Linked DNA regions of Mus musculus: region 2 is linked to region 1. Evidence: chromatin contacts called from public promoter capture Hi-C data. All regions are on one chromosome and are shown on one strand. Each heading gives the region's core, a stretch centred on a gene start, on an enhancer-like site or on the middle of the called end of the contact. The rest is flanking DNA. Distances are from core to core; before and after follow the strand shown. Region 1 overlaps Gm10610 (a long non-coding RNA gene). Region 2 overlaps 4933430H16Rik (RIKEN cDNA 4933430H16 gene).

Region 1 (3,487 bases), core at 507-3,006:
TCCAACACATTGATGCTATTATAATGTGTTCAGATCAGTATCACAAAATCAAAGAAAGTACCACCAAATCTTATAATTGAATGGCTCTCATGGAAACTGACATCTGCTTTTTAATGCATTCATTTAAATTTCATCAGAAAAGTGATATTTCATCAAAATGCCTGTGAAGATGTATTAGAGTGACAGGCATGGCAATATTGCATGGTGTTGTGACATAAGATGGTTTCATGTTACAGTTGTAAATTTAAGTTATTATCAAAATTCAATGTGTCATAGCTATCCATTGCTTGGATTTAAAAACTGGTTTAAAATATAGATCATAGAAACATATTGTTGCTATTGCATCCGTCTATAGACTTCCATACAGTGAAATTTTACAAATGTTCTGTTTGTTGTATAAATGTGTGCACTCTTCCATGCCTCCAGGAGCTCCGTAGAAAAATGGGCGACTGTCATTTGTGAATGAATATAAAGGAACTTGTGTGGGATGGGACTCAGAGGCTTAGAGAGGTTGTCTAACAATTGTAAGACCTCAGGTTCAACCCTAGCTCTGATGGGGGGAAAAATGCTATACCTAATTGCATTGACTTATTAATGCTGGATGTGATGGCTCCTGCCTCTAATCCTAGCATCTGAGAGGCTAAGCCAGGCTGTACATAGTCAGGCTCTGTACCTCACAGAGACATTCATGTCCCAGTCTCTCCCTCCAGGTGTCCAGGCCTCTTTTTCTCCCTTCTACAATCTTACCATGGGGGTCCTATGTGTTGCCATGAGTTTGGGGCCAGCTTGAGCTGCATAATGTTTTAGAATAGCCTGGGTGAAAAAAATGAAAACAAAGCTATTTTATGGTTTTAAATGTGTTGACTTGGTGCTTCTATTTTATCTGCCAAAATAGGTCATATATTTTACTGAGTGTCCAAGAATTATACCAGCTTTGAGCCTTTTTGAAAGAGTGGACTCAAGTTTTTGCATTTTTGCTTTCTATCAAGAAGGTGGAATTACCCTCTCCTTACTAATCAAACCTCCCCTTTTGAGGCTAAGCAAGTAGCTGAGGAGGCCTTCCTTTTTTTCAGTTTTGTTAATCACAATATCACCAAAGAGACAGAAGCTCAGGTTCTCCTGACCTGTGTTCTGAGGCAACCATGTGTTTAGTGTGTTAGATGCTTTATGCAAAGTTAGTGGCAGAGAAAGAGAGGTCTTGGTGAAGACGCAAGAAATACTACTCTGGCTCCATTCCCTAGGACCAGGATAGACTGTCTGAACTCAGAGCCTCTTGCATCAGGAGTCAACATTTTATTTTCATGGTCTTTGCCACATTCTGGAACATGAAAGGAAGAGCAAGAGGCTGCCCCTGTGAGATCATGCTAGGGGTGGGGAGAGTAAGGGGAGGTCAAGGGCCTTAGTGATTTCAGAGTCTCCAGTTACAGTTTAAATCCAAATGCTGGACAGAAGAATTATCAGAGCTCAGCCCTCTCCTTGTCTTTCCCAGACACTGCCTCAGCAGAGGGTATAAGATGACTGCTTTTGAAATCACATCCAAAGAAAGTTAACACAAGGCAATCCAAAGCAAACAGGACCTGTACCAAGCTCTCATTGATGGCCTCTCTTTCTTCATTAGAATGTGGACTTTGAAATGTTTAATTTTCTGTGAGATGCATATGGAAACCACCTGGAAACAAAGAATAAGTATGTACATGGGAAGCACGTTGCCCTGACAGCGCTGGTGTACAGCCCTACTACAGTCTAGGGGCTGAAGCAGCACAAAATGCTTTCTCAGTTTTGGATGCTTGAGTTCACAATAAAGCATCAGCAGCCTGCAGGGCAGGGTTCTCAGTCGATTTCTCCTCCTGTCTTATATGCACTTTTAACACCGTGTCCTCACTTGGTCTCGAGGAGGCTAGGTAGGAAGAGAGACAAAGCTCTGGAGGAGGGGAAGGAGGAAGGACAGGAGAAAGAGGAGGGGGGGGAGAGAGAGAGAGAGAGAGCAATTCCGGGAGAAGGAAGGGGGAAGAGAAGACAGAAGAGAAAGGAGAAAGAGAAGGCAGAGGCAAAAAGAAGTAGCCTCATGTCCCTGTTCTGTTAGGGCATCTCTCTTAGAACATCACTTAACCTGAACTGACTCTGTTAAGGTCCTCTAAACAAGATGCTCGCAAGACTCTAACACACAGATTTGGGGAGGGCACAGGATGCAATCGACTGCCTAATAACAATGAATCTGCTTGAACACAAAGTGCTTTGGCTTGTTCTGGGTGCCATCATAAAATACCAAAGATTGAGTGTATTACCCAACATAGATTTATTCTTGGCAGGCTTCAAGTCTACAGTTATTGTGCCAGGAGGATTAGTTTTGTTTGAAGCTTTGTTTCTTAGTGTTATGGTTTGAATCTGAAATGTCTGTCCCAGCCTCCTCTTTCCCCTGATGGGGTGATTTCAGGTGATTCCCAGAGCCTTGGGAAGATGGGCCTGCATGGAAGGAGTCGTCACAGGGGGTAGGTTATTGTGGGTGTGCTATCCGTGCCAACTTCCTGTCATGCTTCCTGGCCCACTGTTATGTGAAAAGCCTCTACCACATACTCTGCCAACATGATCTCAGCTACTCCACTGTCTTCTCCCCAACACTATCGACTGAGACCCTCTGTCACATAACAATAGTCACAGTGCTATAAAAGTAATTAATACACTAGAGTTGTTTTGTGACTTTTCCTGGGGAGACATGAACAAATCTCTATTCCCCTTAGATAGCCCATCAATAACAGATCAAAGAAAGAACCCCACCTATTAGCTTGGTGACAGTGAGTTCACTGCAGTTTAACTACAGGAGCATAGACCTCTCAAAAGCAGCTTCACACTGGAAAGCCATCCAAACTTGAGTGACAGCTTACAAAACCATATCCCTGAAGTGAACTGAACTGGAGGTCAAAGCCACTGAAGAGTCTCGTCTCCCTAGCAATCCCCAGCCGTTGTTTACTATATTTATGACATGGAGCCCTGGGAATTCTCTAAACTTCCGAGCTTCTGAAGTTCAGTTGACTTCCAGAGTCTTGTAGGCTCCGCTTGCTTTCAGAGCCTTATGAGCCTCAATTCAGGGAAAAAAAAAAAAAATCTGTAAAGCATTTGTGATGGCTACCCCTCCCACCACGATCACTCCACAGCCATTCTGTTGTGTGTATCTGCTGTTTTTATAATGGAGAGTCATTGGATTGAGGTACTTAATAATAAAACTCATCTTTATAACATTTTAAAGGCCTTGTCCCCATACACGGTCACATTCTTGGGTGTTGGGGAATTGGGACTTACCTCGGATGTTTTTCTTATTGTTGTGACAAAAATACCTGACTAGCACGACTTAAGGAAGAAAAGGTTTATTCTGGCCTACAGTTGATGGAGATCATTCCTTCAGGACAGGGAGGACATGGCTTGAGTTAGAGAAGGCAGGCAGGAGGCCGGATGGTAGCAGTGCACCAGCAGTGAAGGAGCAGAGAGTAAA
Region 2 (3,487 bases), core at 578-3,077, 590 kb before region 1:
GTCTACATACAAAGAGGGCTTTTTAAAGGTCACGTGGCATATGCTTCTTCAGGAATTCAGGAATTCTTCATGAGTTCAGGAATTCCTTGATCTCAAGAGAAAATATGATCACTTGTGTGAAAAAAGAGAAACAATTTAAAAAGCACAAATAAAGAAATTTGAGATTTCTCTGACAACACTAACAATTTTACAAACAAATGGCAAAGAATCTCAGACTCTCATTTTTTTTTCTCAAAATAACCTATGTAAGAAAACTAGTGGTAGCTGAACTGAGCCGGCAGACATGGATTGAAGTATACTGAATTCCTTTATAGAAGTGAAGGACAGGATAGCACACATGTATCTTTGATTGTGGTTTAGACACACCATTCTTAGCCTTTAGTAGAAGTATCTAGATCTTTGAAGCCATGAGCATGTGGGTCCTTAGTGATGAAGGGAGAATATCAGGAGAACCTGAAACATAGCACTAAAGAAATAATATGAGAAATGCACACTAGCAGATCTGAAAAGCTACTTTTTAAAAACTTATGAATTTTGCTCTTAAAAGTTGGTCTTCAAATTCAATTTCCCTCTTCCACCATGCTCTCCTTGGTTCTCAACAGGAGTAGAACTCATTTCACTTGCTCATTTGGGAAGGGTGCTGAGAAAAGTACTGCTATGTTTTCACCAAGGATGCCGAGGAGACCATATAAGACGCGATGCTATTGATCTTTAAGCAAAAGAGAACTGAGTGGGGTCCACTATGATCATCAGTGGAACCTTCAAGAAAGTGGGATGGGCCTGTAGAGATTATAAGCACATCGTGTGTGTGTGTGTGTGTGTGTGTGTGTGTGTGTGAGCGCGCGCGCGCCTCACTAATGTTAAGTACTAGCACTGGAGTTTGAGACCTTGCTATGGGGTTAGTTTCCTCATGATAATCTAGAAATGAAGCGCCCCAATCATACAAACAGCTCAGATGCCTGGCCCTCTGGATGGTGGTACCAGGACTTCAGTGTTTGCAATGCACCATCAGATCGCCTTTGATGAGGGCAGTGGAAAGGCATGAAAGGAGAGTCAGCTCAGAGATAAGGCACAGCTATGGCTTTCAAAAACATTCAGCCTTAGAGCTGGCACCTGATAGTTGGAGGAGCTTGGAAGCAAGAAATGGGGATAATTACCCAAGCATGAGTGACCCACCTATTACTTATGAATATATAACCACAGTCAACCTTACACACACATGACCAAACAAAGCATTGGGCAAATTATATATCATAGTCACCTTTATATTTTATAAATATAGAATGAGCATTCTATTGGTTCATTCAAGTTCTGGCAGACTCAAGCAAGGCTAGATAGGAGCCATGCTGACTTGGAGGACACTGGAAATGTTTGTTATTGCATCAGACAAAAATAATGAACTTGGCGGCAGTGGAGGGAAGAGGAGAGAGTGCGTTGTTGATAATTTGCCTATAGTTTAGAATGAATTGATGGAGTGAAGGGTGGTAGAGTCACTTCCCTGTTTTTGGGCTAAGATCAAATGTGAGAATGGCAGCAGAACAGGAAAGGGTGTGATGTGGAGAAAGGTTTTGAGAAGTATTAAGGAGTGTGGGTGTAGCTTTAGAAACATCTGGTAAGTATTAAAGGCCTTTGTCCAGGAAAGTGATGTCTCCTATTAGCTAGTTTTTCATTACTGTGAGAAAATGTCTGATAAAAACAACTCAAGGAAGGCGAGTTCATTCTGTCTCTCAATCAGAGGGAACACAGTCCATCCTGGTCCGGTAGGGGAGGCACTGGCTCTACCGTGTTCAGAGTCAGGGAGGTAGAAGCTGGTGAGTCACTGACTTTCGCATTTCAGTCTGGAACCTCAGCCTATGGGATGGGGTATTACCCACATTCAGGATGGATCTTCCCTCCACAGCTCAACATTTCCAGAAATTCTCAGTTACTCTGAGAATTGTCTTTTAGGTGATTCTAGATCCAGTGAACAACCATGACTAATCATCACTCCTATAAAGTTGTAAGTCACTGACAGTGAGCACTACCATGTAGGACATAAGAGAGAACCCACTGGCCTGTGGTGAAATTGACAGAGGGGACTATCCACTGTGACAACTCAGTAACTGTAGGAGAAGTTAAGAAGGTGCTCAAATCATGGTCCTTAAAGTCTGAGTCAGTAGCTTGTGTCCTGAATATCAGCAAGGCAAACAGGAGCCTAAGCAGCCTGTGGGATAGAAGAGGTCAGATCTGGATGCACTGATTTTGAGCATCAAATGTTCAGAAAGCTGAAGTATTCCTTCTTAGTTACATGAACTCCATTCTCCAGACTCCGGAGAAGTCAAGAGTAGATGAATGGAGTCAATTATGATAGAAACATATTTTTGTGATTGATGTGGAAACAGTAGAACAGCGGTCCCCAAAGGTGCCCATGTTCCAATCCTCAGAATCTGTGAGTTTTTCAGGTTGAACAGCAAAGGGCAACAAGCTAAGGTTACAGATGAAAGGAAGGCTGCTATCAGCTGATGTTCAGATAGGAAGACGGTTGAGTTCTCAGAGTCCATAATATCACACAGGCATGTCGAACTGGGCAAAGAAATCAGAAGAGAGATCAGGGAGATGGCAGGTGAAGATGGCAGATTGGGGGAAGAGTCAAGGAATGTTCTGAAACCTAGAAAGAGACAACGAAATGGCTCTCCCTTCCCTGATCTGTGGGCTCCTGAACAATCTCATCTTTGCTAACAGGACGATCTTGGCCCAGTGAGACCCATTCCAGACTTCAGATCCAGAGATCTGGGTTGTTTAAGCCATTGAGGGCTGTGATGAACTATTATAGGAGAAATAGGAAATCACATATAATTATCCTCAAATAATGTGGTTCAGCTCACTTGTAATAAAAGCAATCTGCGGTCCAGAGATGAGGAGGTACACAGGATAGACATGTGGGAAAGAATAACTGCATCCTGGAGAAGGACCTAAGCTACTGCTTTGCCTGTGCTGTCCAGAGCCTGCTGTGCCTGTCAGATGAGCCCAACTAGGCCAGAAAGGCATTGTTCTGACGATGCTCCTGGGCCTCCTTAGCAAAGAACTCATGAGCAAACCCACTCTTTGGAGTAATACCCCTCACTTCATTAAATGTTAAGCCCAGCATAATTGTCCTCAATAAGTTTCATTTGCTGCACTGATGGGTCTGGTACTAACAGCTAAGAATGTCATCAGGGAACCAAGGGCAAGTCTAACCAGGTGTGGCTGCGGGAATGGCTCTCTCCGGGGCCCATTTTTGGTCCTTCATTTGGAATGAGCCAAGCATGAACAGCTCCGACTCTTTGAGATCTTACCCATCCCCACGTGCTGAAGAGCTTTGTTTCAGATGTTTCCTTGTCTCCGAGCTTTAGAACCAGTTCCCAGTTGTTTTTAACTGCACAGACTCAAATCCCTTTCCTCTGTTGAATCTTCACTGGCTATATGTTTTTTTATCCTTGTATCTGTGTTGTTCTGAATGGGTTCCCTT

What was found. Promoter capture Hi-C pulls out the DNA fragments that hold promoters and counts their contacts.
Region 2: a promoter capture Hi-C map of hippocampal neurons shows a contact between it and region 1, with 4 times the contacts expected there. The contact joins two enhancer-like sites. A contact is called at or near these places in 4 of 39 promoter capture datasets (cranial neural crest, frontonasal cranial neural crest, hippocampal neurons and 1 more), 1 of 15 datasets of contacts at CTCF or cohesin (the NIH/3T3 cell line), 1 of 484 Hi-C or Micro-C datasets (cerebral cortex) and 2 of 115 datasets of contacts at active chromatin or transcription factors (both in embryonic stem cells).

What each region holds. Positions count from the first base shown.
Region 1 is chr7:83,539,450-83,542,936 of GRCm38.p6, forward strand. It overlaps Gm10610 (a long non-coding RNA gene), which reads right to left. Exons shown (of 2, transcript XR_140845.5): 2 at 1-3,487. Among named protein-coding and RNA genes, the nearest start is that of Gm10610, 9.4 kb to the right of the region's middle. Within about 2 kb of position 1,757, at least 8 of the 459 cell types and tissues checked have an H3K27ac peak or open chromatin away from gene starts, as enhancers often do.
Region 2 is chr7:82,946,379-82,949,865 of GRCm38.p6, forward strand. The region is part of intron 1 of 4933430H16Rik (RIKEN cDNA 4933430H16 gene); the gene reads right to left. All of the region lies in intron 2 of Gm45992 (a long non-coding RNA gene), which reads left to right. Among named protein-coding and RNA genes, the nearest start is that of Gm45992, 2.7 kb to the left of the region's middle. Within about 2 kb of position 1,828, at least 4 of the 459 cell types and tissues checked have an H3K27ac peak or open chromatin away from gene starts, as enhancers often do.